Regions from separate parts of the Anas platyrhynchos genome. Here region 1 is linked to region 2. The links are chromatin contacts, called in public Hi-C maps. All regions are on one chromosome and are shown on one strand. The core of a region is the stretch at or near the end of the contact, and the rest is flanking DNA. Distances in the headings are between cores, read along the strand shown. Region 1 overlaps RAP2B (RAP2B, member of RAS oncogene family). Region 2 holds the start of RAP2B (RAP2B, member of RAS oncogene family).

Region 1 (6,278 bases), core at 782-3,281, 75 kb before region 2:
ATGCTCAAATATGTAGTTTCAAATTATTTTGGCACAGGAAACTGTTTTAACAGTTCCAGAACATTCAGACTGTGTAGTGTGGAGATCTCCTGCCCTACCTGCACATCTGCCTTTAGCAGAGGAGAAAGGTTGGGCCGTATCTCTGGGCCATCATCCTGCTTTCCGGCCTCTGGAGCCAGCTCATGGCTGCACACAGAAGTAGAATAATTTAGGTCAGAAGGGACGTCTGGAGGTCATCTAGCACAACCCCTTGCTCAGGGCCATCTGAACCAGTTATTTTCCTTGGGCAGTTATCGGTGACACAAACAACAAACACAGCACGCGCTGTTCCTTACCACACACCCAACGTGGGAGCCCAGCCCCACTCTCGCAGTTAGGGGTTGGAAAGTGGAGCTGATGCACACTGAATACAAATTCACCCTTACAGAGCGTGTGGTGGAGTCTCCTTGGTACCCTGCTGAAGATCACGTTTGTTCCTGAACAATCACTCGGCGATGTTCCTTCAAGTGTTGAGCTTGAGAAGCATCAGAGCAGGGTGAATATGCTTTAATGTGAGAGAGCAATTTATTAGATTTTTCAGAGCTTCTTCCACAGCTGTGACAAAAACACTGTGTGGATTCACCTAGAAAAGACATGAGCTGGCAGTAAAACCATTGTTTAAATAAAGTCTTTTTTCTTATTTTTTTTTTCTTTTACAGTGACCACTGCTATCTCAACAATTATCCCGAAGCTTCCTAAAGAATAAATCCCTTTTAGTTCAGCTGGTACATATGCTGATTTCACAGCACATAATTATGCAGGAAAATGTCCTCATAAGGATATTCAATAACAATATTTTGTGGCCATTTCATATTTTTCAGCCATGTTCTCAAGTGCTTTACAAAGGTAAGCAAATCTCTGTGCACACAAAGATGACAGAATGAGCCCAAGGAATGCACGCACTGGGCTGCATGAGGGCCATCAGTGGTGGCAGAGGAGGGTAAGTGGGGGGGGAATGCTGGGGGTGGCAAGGAAAGCCAGGCAGCAAATGGCCATGGGCACGGCATCCCCATTAGCATCTGACAGCTTGGAACAAGCTTTCGTTTTCTCCACAAAAACGCTGCACTTAGCAGAGAACTGCACTCCAACCAATGTGCAGGATCTGTTCCAGCACAAAACAGATACGAAAACAGACAGAAAGGTCTGCTGTGCACTCCAAGTACCTATGCATCTGATCACTGCTCTTAAGTTCAGCCAAACCCACTGGGAACAAGAGAGCAGTGAAAAAACTGTCAGTATTTAAAAACTCCTGGAACGGCTCCATTTTTTAATCATTTCTAAGCTCCAAGTAAGCAAGAAAGGGCAAATGAACAGCTCTGACAACGTTCTGACTGACAACGTGTTAACATTTTTAAAGCACTCCTGGGGTGCTTTCCAAGCAGGTTTTGGGAGGTGGGAGCAGCGATCAGAGCGCGGCGCGTGCAGCCGGCAGCGCTGCTGGATGGCGTCTCGGCAGCTTCGGCAGCACTGAACGTTCTTTCATTTGCACAAACTCCAACAATCTGTCTCGGAAGAAGCAGCTCCAGGATGTTGCGACAGGAAGGAAATGTACTCTGTAAATGCTGGATTGTCCTGTGGAACTGCGAGATGCTGCATCTGAAGAAAACTAATTAGCAAATGCTTAAGATGCATGTCTAAGGACCAGGATTGATGTGCCCCGAAACACAGAAAGCTGATAAAGTTGAAATTGCAACAAGACATATGTCTGTTACCCTGTCCATTACTAAAGTCATCTCACACATCAGCTGGCTTTTATGATTGCTTTCCATCACCTACACGTCAGTGATGGAACAGCACTGGTATGCCAGAAATGCGATTCAAGAATGAGAAATGGGTCGAGTTTGGAGTAATGTTCACTTATACAGGAACAATCAGCCCCAGACAGTTCATTCCTGCAGCACGCCAGGAGCCTTGAAACAAGGCCTCGGAGCTTATCAGGCTCCCACACCTTATCAGGCACCCGCAGCAGCGCGGTCTGTCAGGAAATGCAGTCATGGATTCAGCCGGGAGCACAAGCGCGCGGGCTCCTCTGACAGCAGGCGGTAAGTCAGACCTCGGTGTGTCACAGCAGCACTTGTGTCAGGCAGAGGGCCACAACAGGAAAAAACAATGGACTTGGGAGAAAACTTTCATGCGGGACCTGTACACTGATCCACTGCCATAATGCTCTGCCGCTTCCTGCAATAGCGAGGCACCAGCTGTGTGTGCTGGTTACTAACACAAAAAGCTGGCTCTTCGGCTTAATGCACACACTAGATCGAGCTGCTTAACCACCACCGAACACTTACACCAGATTATTCAAATGGCATGCAAATCCCTCACCTGAAGAGCTCAACTTTCCTAATATTTGGACCGCCATGAATTCAGGTGGCTCAACTTTGAGCACATTCATTCAAAACAGAAGGTATTCTTCCACACAGCTGTATTAACATGGAAACACTATTTATCAAGAGCCTTATGCTGTTTCATATTGGGATTTCAAACCCAGTGTTAACAAAACCAGGATGACCTCCTTACCTTTTCAAAAATAAAATAAAACAACAGTGCTCATATTAGAAACTCATTTTGCAATGGCGTTAAGTGATCCTCTGAGCAGGGCCTGAGGTCTGCACCCCACTGTCCTAGGCTTCTGCTCAGCTTGGCATGGCTTTTGCAGCCCTTGCCTTGCAGCATTTTATGGTTGCCTCATGTCCTTACTTGTCATGTCTAAAAGACATCTTTCCTACTGAAGCAGAAAAGCTTTGGAATCACTTGAGAATCAGAATCTGATGTGTAAATAGTAATTTCAAGGGGCAAGTAGGGCAACTATGAGCATTGTGAAGAACATTTTCCCATCCTTTACAGCTGCTTATTTAACTGAGAGATACACCCAGTGGCAGAACAGCAATGTGCTACCTGAGTGACACCTAACGTTACTTGCACAGGACGCTGGTGTGCCAGAATGTGGCTGTGCAGAGCACTGTGTGGAAATCCAGACTACATTTTATTGGTTGATTATAATTGCAATTGAGATAATGAATGAAGTGAGCAGTCAGTCACATCTACAACAGCTAGCAGACAACAGCTAAGAGAGAACTGACAAATCTAATACACTGGTAGAAAATGGTGCCAAAGCAATAAAGATGCCAGCACAAAACGAGAAAAGTCAGTCCTGGACCCACAATTTGCTCTGTTAAGTTAGAGAGTACCACGAAAAAGTACCAGGATGTCACATCTTTACACTTTATTCAGTGGAAACCTGAAAAGAAGAAAGCCTGCAGGGTTAGAAACCTAAGTCAGGGTGGGTGGGGATGGCAGATGTCTGGAAGGGAGCCTTGCAGAAAGCTTGGCACTCGTCCCGGGCTGGCAGCTCGGGCGCTGCGGCGGGAGGCAGCGCGCAGAGCCAGGCAGAAGCTGCTGCCGCAGGCGGCTGGGGGTCCCCAGCCCAGCAGGGCAGGCAGGCCGTGAGGCTCCTCATGTGGGACTGCCCAGCAAGCAGGTGGGTCAGGGAGATTTCTGCAGCCAGCTTGCCTGAGGACATGTTAAATAACAAGCAATCATGCCAGGAGAAGGGAAATGAAGTAGAACTAACAAAAGCACTTCGTGCTGCAGACAAGGACGGCCAGTCCCGAGGTCTCAGAGGAGCACCACACGTCCATGAGACTCTCCGTCAGAAAGCAATTATGTGACTGAGCTGATTGTTTGCTGAAATTCGTCCATTAGTAGAGATTTTTAATCATCACTATGTTACTTTTTCTCAGAGACAAAGAAGAGGGGACGGTATGTACAGACAGCTCTGAGAAGCCTTTGGTGATAGCGCTGTGCAGGGCACGTACTGGTGGCCATGGAGAACAGTTTACCAAAGGTTAAAGGAAACACTTCCAGACTCAGCTGATTACTGACCAGCCAGTCTGCATGCATAAATGTATTCCAGCTCTGCAGGACTTCATTCCCTCCTTTATTCTCCACCTGTTGTCCAAGCAAAAGGCAGTAACAATATGTTTGCTCCAATGCAGTTTAGCGCTGGCCTTCATGTTGACCTCAAAGAGTAAATGAAAGAGGAACAGGAGATAACAGCAGAGGTATTTCAAAGCAATTTAAAGGAGGTGTTCATACACTATATTAGTATGCATTGAAATTAATAGAAAATTACAAGTTGCTGAAGCCACCAGACTTGCTGTATATGATCACCAATACAGTACCTATGCCTTTAATTCAAAGATCTGGAAATACTTTGTAAGTACTCATTTTACACTTCCTCTGCAAAATACCCATTACTGTATCTACTTACAAACAGGTAAGCAAAGATTATATAAAAACAAAATAGGAGAGTAAAAAACAAACTTTTGAGTTGTCACTGCAAATCCCCCATTTCCTTATCAATATAAGATAGGATCTTTGCAGCTGAAGGGTTAAAAAAATCAGAATGTCATTAACACTGTTTTTGACATTGTATTATTGAAAAAAAAAACAACAAAACACATTCTGGATGACAGAAATTACTCCCTGTTTTAGGAACATCTAATTTTGTTGTTGTTTTTCCTTTTTACAGGTCCCCATTTCTGACAACAAAATGGCATTGATGAGCGTATCACCTCTATCCCTTTGTGCTCACACCTCCAGATCTTAAACAAAACCCCCACACTGGTGAACAGACATGATGAAAAGCCTTCGCTCCAGTGGCACGCTGCAGCTGGCACAGCCGGGACTCAGCCAGCTTTCAAACCGCAGTGAGCTCAGTCCTGCCCTGGCAGTGCAGGGAGCCGAGGCCTCTGCCAAACCTGACACGTCTGCTGCAAGTAGGCGTAACATCACTATGTGACCAGTACAGCCTGAAGAATGCCTGCTCAGAGCATTAACTTCAGATCATTTCAAGTTCATCTTGGGTATTTACTGTCTTCCAAACAGCATATTCCAACCATGCTATCAGCATGACTCATTAATCCTCCGTCTACTGTGACAGCACAGTCATATCTCTGGCTTACATATAAAGGAGTTGAAGTAGTCATTCAATTTAACTCCGAGAAGAAGAAAAAGCAGTTTAAACCCAACATTTTTCAGCTATTTAGCTGCTTAGCTACCTGAAAACATCATACAACACATGACTGTTTGAAATCTCCACTCAAATTGGGAGGGTACAAGAAGCAGGTGCTCCGTAGCATTGCACCCAAGATGAACACTTCTGTACCTGCTAAGCAAAATGAACTTGGTGACTACATCCCAGAGCCACCACAAAACCGGCACTTTCCAAGAATGTTTGGGGTCAGAAGGAGCAGAAGGCCTGCAGGAGGATGGTGCTGGACAGGCTCTTGGACAGCACACCCACCGCAGTGCAGTGCTTGGTAGGAACTGCAGGGAAAGGGGCACTTCCAGCACAGCGGGTCGACCCCTGCTCAGGGTGTAACCTGCAGGCTGACATCTAAAGGCTCTGCTCTGCTTTGCTAGCTTGGTAGTAAGCAATCTGACCATCTGACTTCTGGAAAACATCTGCTCTGCTCCGGGGGAACTACATAACCGAGATCAAACGGCCCGTGTCCGCCAATTAGGAAAACAGCTCCAAGTGGAAGGACATCGAGCAGGGCTGCCATGGATCAATTGTGCTCTGATTTTATCGATCACCTGAACCACAATTAAATTAGCAATTTTTTTTTTATTAAGCTGTCTCTCAGGTAGCACACACAGATGGACTGGCAGCCTTGATTTCCAGGTTTATGCAGGGCACAGTATACCAGGATCTTGATCTCAGCTGAAGCCTCCAAACATTGAGATACGAGAGTAATTAGGCCTTCACAAGATCATGACCATCAGATATTTTGGAAGAAAAAAAATGTATCTTGAGACCAAAATATCAATATTCCTTCCCAGAAGAAATGGATTTTTTTTTAACTGTCTGAAAATATATTAAACAGTACAGGCCCATCCTTGTACATGTCTAATCCTGAAAGTCTTTGCAGAAATCACTCCCTAACACACCATCCATCAAGTGAATGGCAACAGAGGAACACTGTGCCTGCATCCAGTTTCCACATTTGAGTTTTTAAGGGGCATAAAGTGTAGCCTACACACACTTCACAATCCGATTCATTAGCCCTGTGAATCAGCATCAACCCTTATGATCATTTTAGGTACTTTGTATGATGAAGATCAATTGATTTGGTAAGGGAAATGTCTCATGCTTTAAAATCTATTTGTTATTTGTAGCTAAATCAATAGCTGTTTGTCAAAGACTTTTAATAATAACTTGATTCACAGAGAAAAAT
Region 2 (6,040 bases), core at 1,122-3,621:
TTAAAAGTTTAAATTTTTAAATAATTGATCTTTAGAATTCTGCTCTTCCTGGTAAACCTGTTCCTAGTAAAGGATAAGTTCCCAACCTTACAAGACGTTTTCCCACTGAGGCCGCGCTACCCTCCTAAAGCTGCCCACTGCCCACAGCGTTCCACGCGCATGCTGGCATCACACAGCCCCAGGACCCAAACACAAATGAAAAGCTGCATCACCAATTGTTATTTTACCCAATATTTAGTAATCTTGGGGCTTGTTTTTTGTCTATTTTTTTTTAAACGCTGTCCTTAGCTAAACCTAGCCCCCCCCCGCCACTTTTGCATCTATTACAATATAAATCGGGATTAACGGCCTATGTGAAAGTGTTTTGTGTAATACATAAAAGCGCACAAAGTTGTTTTCTAAAAAACAGCATTTGTATTAAAATTCTGAAAATGGATAGACATCTCTTAAACGCATGTCTGGAAACAAAATGACAGTTGTTAGAATTTTCTTGGTACATCACAACGTTAAGGTTTCTTTCTTTGCTGGCTGGAGGTACATCCCACACTTAGAAAATAATAAAATATAATAAAATAAAAACTGAAAGAACAAAAAAGCCCACCCCCAAAATCCCAAAAGGCTAAATTCTTGCAAATTTGAAGTAAATGAAGCCCGAACTTGCAAGACATGGAAATTACAGTTAAAAGGCTCAGATGGAAATAAGAAATAAATTCCACTAACAATAGGCCCTTTTGTCCTGGCTTGTTCAGTATGATTACTGAAAGGAAACTGTTAAGTAGTTTTTGGAGTAGTAGATAATGGGATTCTGTGGAGCTTTCACAGGTTGGCACCGGCTGGAACAGCTGAGTTTTGAAGGCACTCTACAGACACAGGGCTGCTGTTGGCCCTGTATCGCATTTAGGAAGTCTTTGCACTTTTTAGAGAGCTAGTCATCAAAATCAGTTATTGCCAACCCAAAAAGAAAAAACCCTAGAAACCAAAACACCGCCGCTCCCACCCGCCAAAGGGCAAAATAAAAACGAAATCACACACACACGCACGCCTAAAAAATTGTGCAGATTTGTAACATTTTCACAGCTGATTAAAGGAAAAAAAAAATAAAACAACACGCTACCACTCTCTGCAAACTCCCATCTGATACAGCAGGTAAACAAAATAGAAAATTATTTCACAAGTGATCAGCAGACGCCTCCCGGCGCCGCACGCCGGTGCCGGTGGCCGTGCGGTGCCCGCTTTGCATAGATCCGCGGCCTCCTCCCGGTCCCGCTGCCCACGGCCGGCTGCGGCAGACACCACAGGGAACACGCGACGGTGGAGACTGGATGAACGTACATGCTGCGAAAAGCCACGTTTCCAACGCGATTTTTTTTTTTAAGTGTTTTTTTTTTTTTTTTTTTTCCTTCCCCCCCGCGGATGCCCGGGGCGCCGCGCCCGCCCCCCGGCCGTGCCGGTGCCGGTGCCCGTGGCGGTGGCGGTGCCGGCGGCGATGCCCGGTGCCGGTGCCCGGTGCTCGGTCCCGGAGCTCGGTGCCGGCCGCCGCGGACCTTTGTTCCCGCAGCCCCGGCCGCCGGCCGCTCTCAGAGGATGGCGCAGGCGGCGCAGCACTGCTCGTCCCCGTTGGGCTGCGAGGCGTAGTTCATCTGCCTGACGATCTCGGCGAAGAGCTCGTCCACCGAGGCTTTGTTTTTGGCCGAGGTCTCCATGAAGGGGCAGCTCCACTCCTCGGCCAGCGCCTTGCCTTCCCCGAAGGAGACCTCCCGCTCGCCCTCCAGGTCCACCTTGTTGCCCACCAGGATCATGGGCACCCGCTCGTACCTCTTGACGCGGATGATCTGGTCCCGCATGGGCTTGATGTCCTGGAAGCTCTGCTGGTTGACCAGGCTGTAGACCAGGATGAAGCCCTGCCCGTTCTTGATGTAGAGGTCCCGCATGGAGGCGAACTGCTCGGTGCCCGCCGTGTCCAGGATCTCCAGCACCGACGGCGAGGAGTCCACCTCGATCTCCTTGCGGTAGAAGTCCTCGATGGTGGGGTCGTACTTCTCGATGAACGAGCCGGTCACGAACTGGACGGTGAGGGCGGACTTGCCCACGCCGCCCGAGCCCAGCACCACCACCTTGTACTCCCGCATGGCTCCCGGCGCGCCGCCTCCCTCGCCTCCCGCTCGGGGCTGCCGCTTCCCTCCCTCCCTCCCTCCCTCCGCCCGCCCTCGCCGGAGGAGGAGGAGGAGGAGGAGGAGGAGGAAGGCGGGCAGGGAGGGGCGCTCCGCGGGGCCCGCCGGGGCGGGCAGGGGCCGGCCGCGCCTCACGGGCCCGCTGCGGGCCAGCCCCGAGCCCGGCAGCGCCGCGCCCCGGGGCCGGGCGGCGGCGGCGAAGGAGGAGGAGGAGGAGGAGGAGCGGGAAGCGCCGAGCGGCCGCGCCCGGCCCCGCCGCCCATGGCGCCCCGCGGCCCGCCCACACGGCCCCGCTCCGCCTCCCCCCGGTGGCGGCGGGGAAGGGGCCGGGGCTGCCCGGCCTGGCCGCCCCTTATCGCCGGGCACGGCCCCGGCAGCGCCCCTGCCGCCCCTATCGGCCCTCCGCAGGGGTCGCCGTGCCCTCGGGGCTGGGCCGGGCACAGGCGAGGCCCTCCCGGGGCCGCTCCCCGCGGTGGTGCCCCCCCGGCCCGGGAGGCTCCGGAGCTGCCCCGTGTCGCTGTTTCGGCGGCCCATGGCCTGCTCAGAGCCATCCCGCCGCGTGGGGTTGAGTCCCGGCGCTGGCTGCTTGCCGCTGTTGGTAGAAGTCACCCTCACATCAATCCGGCATTCCTTTCAATAAAATATCCGCAGTTATTTTTGGCACCCTCTGCTCCTTGCTTTTACACTGTATCCAGTTCTTCACTGTTCTCAGTCTTTCTTCAGATAATTGTGGCGTGTGAGGCCTTTTTATCACACCTTTGTGCTTACAAATCTAGTTTAAACACAGTAGTTGGTGCAACAGGCCTTGGCAGACAAAGACAGAACTATTTGAAATAAACTGCAAGCAGCATTCTCTTACTACCAGACAGTTCTCACACAGCTACATTCCGATTAAATTATTTTTGCCAGAATTCACTATGGGGATTTGCTCTGCTGGGTCTGGCTGCGCTGCATCTCCAGTGATCCTCAGGGGAGAGCTGCGACTCTGGCAATCCCATCCCTGCAGGAGCTTCAATGACACCCCTGTGCTGTTTGTGTGGGTCTTTGCAATGAAACATCTCCCCGTGAGGACAAAAGCTGTGTTCTGCCAGCCCGGCTGTGGGGCTGCTGACAGTTCCAGCCGTTTGTGCTGAGGACACCCGCGCCCACGGCTTGCTGTGACTGCAGATAAAGGGTGTCGCAGTCACTCAGGGTGGAAGAGAAGTGGCGGGCCACAACTTCCTTAAACGCATCGTGTAGCTGCAGCCTGGCACGCTCCGCGTTTGTTTTGTAGGTGTAGGTCATGCCCTGTGCCTGTCTCTGCCGAGTCCCCAGACAGGCTGCCGGTGTGCCAGGCCTCCTCCGCCTGGTTCCTCCCGGGTGCAGTCTTCTTGCCCGTCGGCAAAGTGTCACCTGCAGGCTGACCCTCAGCTAGGTCGCTGCACAGAGCTCTACAGATCAACCAGTGAATGTTTTACGTGATATTGAATCCCGAGGACTGGGCTTCGGCTGCCTTTCTGTTCTAGACTCTACCTACCGCATTACCCTTAACTTGTGACAAACCTAAGGCCATTTTATTCCAGAGGACTTTGAAAAAGTGACATACTCCTCTGTGAGCACCTCTAACTGCATGTTCCCGAATGAGCCTCGACCACTGCTCACCTCCTGCATGGACATGCAGAAATGTTGGTTTTGGAAACAAACTAACTGAGCCCGGAATGAGGCTTTTAATCCCCACCTCTCCCTGTTCCTCATTTCGCTGTCTGTATGACTCCCCCTTCTAGAGGTACTCCAGAGGTGGGGCTAGCACATCTAATCCTCACAGCGCACTTCCACCTTCAGCTAAGCCAGCCAAAACCAGTCATCAACCAGCCATTGTTTGAAAAGTTATCTTTAAAAGCAGCTACAAAAATTGGTTGAAAGTCTACAGTATCACTGAGAAAATACAGTATTTTCTTGTTCTGCTGACATACTTTGCTTGCGCTACTCTAAGGTTTTGGGTACCATACAGATTTGTTTACCTCCATCACCTCTACAGCATCCCACATGTAAATTACTTACACTGCACTTTCCACTGACATGGCAGCAGAAGATTTTGTAAAGACCAGACAATTGTAACGTTGGCTTAAATCCAATCCATTTAATCACAATTCACTGTTGAATCATTTGTTTATTTCAGGGACAGAATAAAATTTCAGTATATGTATTTTTTTCATTCTTCGTGATGCTGTTCATTGCTGTCATTTCTGAGGGAAATGTTTTATGTTCAAAGCAAAAACTGGTCTTTATGCTGTTGACATCTTGAAAATGTCAAAGTAGAAATCATCTTAAAAGTATAAATTTGGTTACTAAGTAGTTTACCATGCAATATTTACATATATAACTAGCTTTTATTGTGTTGAGTAAACCTGCTCATTATTTGTGTGAGTAGTTTTACCGAATGATTATTTCTCTGCGTAATTTAGAAAGATCAAGTCATGAACTTTTCCTGTTATAGTTGCCTTTGCCCATACATGTACCAGCACCTTAAAACTATAAAGCATTGTTGGTCACTCTTTTTTCTTTTCCCCAAAATGAATTTCATTAATTATAGTAAAAGACTAAACTTTTGTAGTTTAAATCAACAGCATGTATGATATCAAAGGTTTCAGTACCATGAATGTTCATCTGTGTCTGGTAACATCAAGATTTGGCACTATGAAAACAGGTGAAGATCTTCTGGTGTTACTAGAGGGACTTCCTAGCCAGGTCCTCTGGTACTCTCTCAAAAGACTCATAGCCAAACCACTTACAGCCATGGGATTAGGCCCAGGCAAGGTCAATGTTAGCAAGGGGGTGTGTAACCTTTGAGCTGATTAAGTGCAACTGAGCTTGTTTAGGATGAATATTTTATAGAAAAACTGTGCTATACCTGGGGAACAGAAAAACGATGCGAAGAGTGGGCTAAGTTGCAAGATATGTCCTGCTTTGCTAGAATCTGTACATTTGTGAATTTCAGAAAGCCTGAGCTCTGTCAGTGAAACAAAGCTAGAACCTGTCGGAAGTGTGTGGCTTTCCTTAAAACAGACCCTGTGAAAGTATGCTTAGAATTAGTTGAGTGTGCATGGACATGATTTTATTTGAAACTCTATAATGCCGGGGAAGTGGCAAAGAGATGATAGCCTTTATTTAGATTTTCTTTGACTTCAGTTAGTGGCTATTCATTTAAATCATTTTTATTAATACATCAGAAGCTCTTGTGACTGTGAAGGAGACTCCTCTGGGATCATAGTGCTCTGCCATTTACTAGCTAGGTATGATGATAATTGAACTCTAAAGCTACAAATAATACTAAATATCATATTTTTTCATTCAAGGTTTATGAGGTAATAGTGATATTAAGAACAATACTGTAGCATATTTTTATGTAACAACTTTCAATTTCACGTGAAGATGCAATTCCATATGCATTTCATGGTGATGGTGGCCAAAGGACTTCATACCTTTTTTTGCTCTCAGTTATACAGCAACAGTCTTTAGGTCCACGGTGTAAATAGGCCCTAAAAATGATGAACTGATCTGTGGTGGGTGAGAATAGGTCCTTCTATTGTGGGTTCTGCTTAACTGCTTACAGGCCACTGGGGCTAAATACAAAGAGCTGAGCAGTGAATTGATCTGTGTTTTCAGCAGAACTAAAGGGGCAGAGAATGTCTTAATTCAGCACTGCTGCTGATAAATCCTACGGGAAGTCATGGTCAAAGAATACTGTACACGGTCATTTAACGTCCTAATGTCTGAAATGTTCCCTGGACATAATAGAGATCTGTTTCAATCCACTTAAGTTTTAATGGCTTAACCAGTTCAAAATTCAATATAAAATAGTTAAAATGAGAAGATTTGGAATGATCTGA

What was found. A called contact is a pair of places that touch in the nucleus more often than the background predicts.
Region 1: a contact with region 2 is called in a Hi-C map of F1 follicle, with 1.6 times the contacts expected there. The contact joins the enhancer-like site here to the promoter of RAP2B in region 2. A contact is called at or near these places in 2 of 8 Hi-C or Micro-C datasets (F1 follicle and F5 follicle).

What each region holds. Positions count from the first base shown.
Region 1 is chr9:995,249-1,001,526 of IASCAAS_PekinDuck_T2T, reverse strand. It overlaps RAP2B (RAP2B, member of RAS oncogene family), which reads right to left. Exons shown (of 15, transcript XM_072042588.1): 7 at 1-6,278. Among named protein-coding and RNA genes, the nearest start is that of ARHGEF26, 58 kb to the left of the region's middle. Within about 2 kb of position 2,031, at least 5 of the 8 cell types and tissues checked have an H3K27ac peak or open chromatin away from gene starts, as enhancers often do. A contact at or near this core is called in F1 follicle and F5 follicle, where this site is marked.
Region 2 is chr9:920,474-926,513 of IASCAAS_PekinDuck_T2T, reverse strand. RAP2B (RAP2B, member of RAS oncogene family) reads right to left here and starts at 2,371. Exons shown (of 15, transcript XM_072042588.1): 1 at 1-2,371. The coding sequence starts at 2,129. The coding sequence ends at 1,578.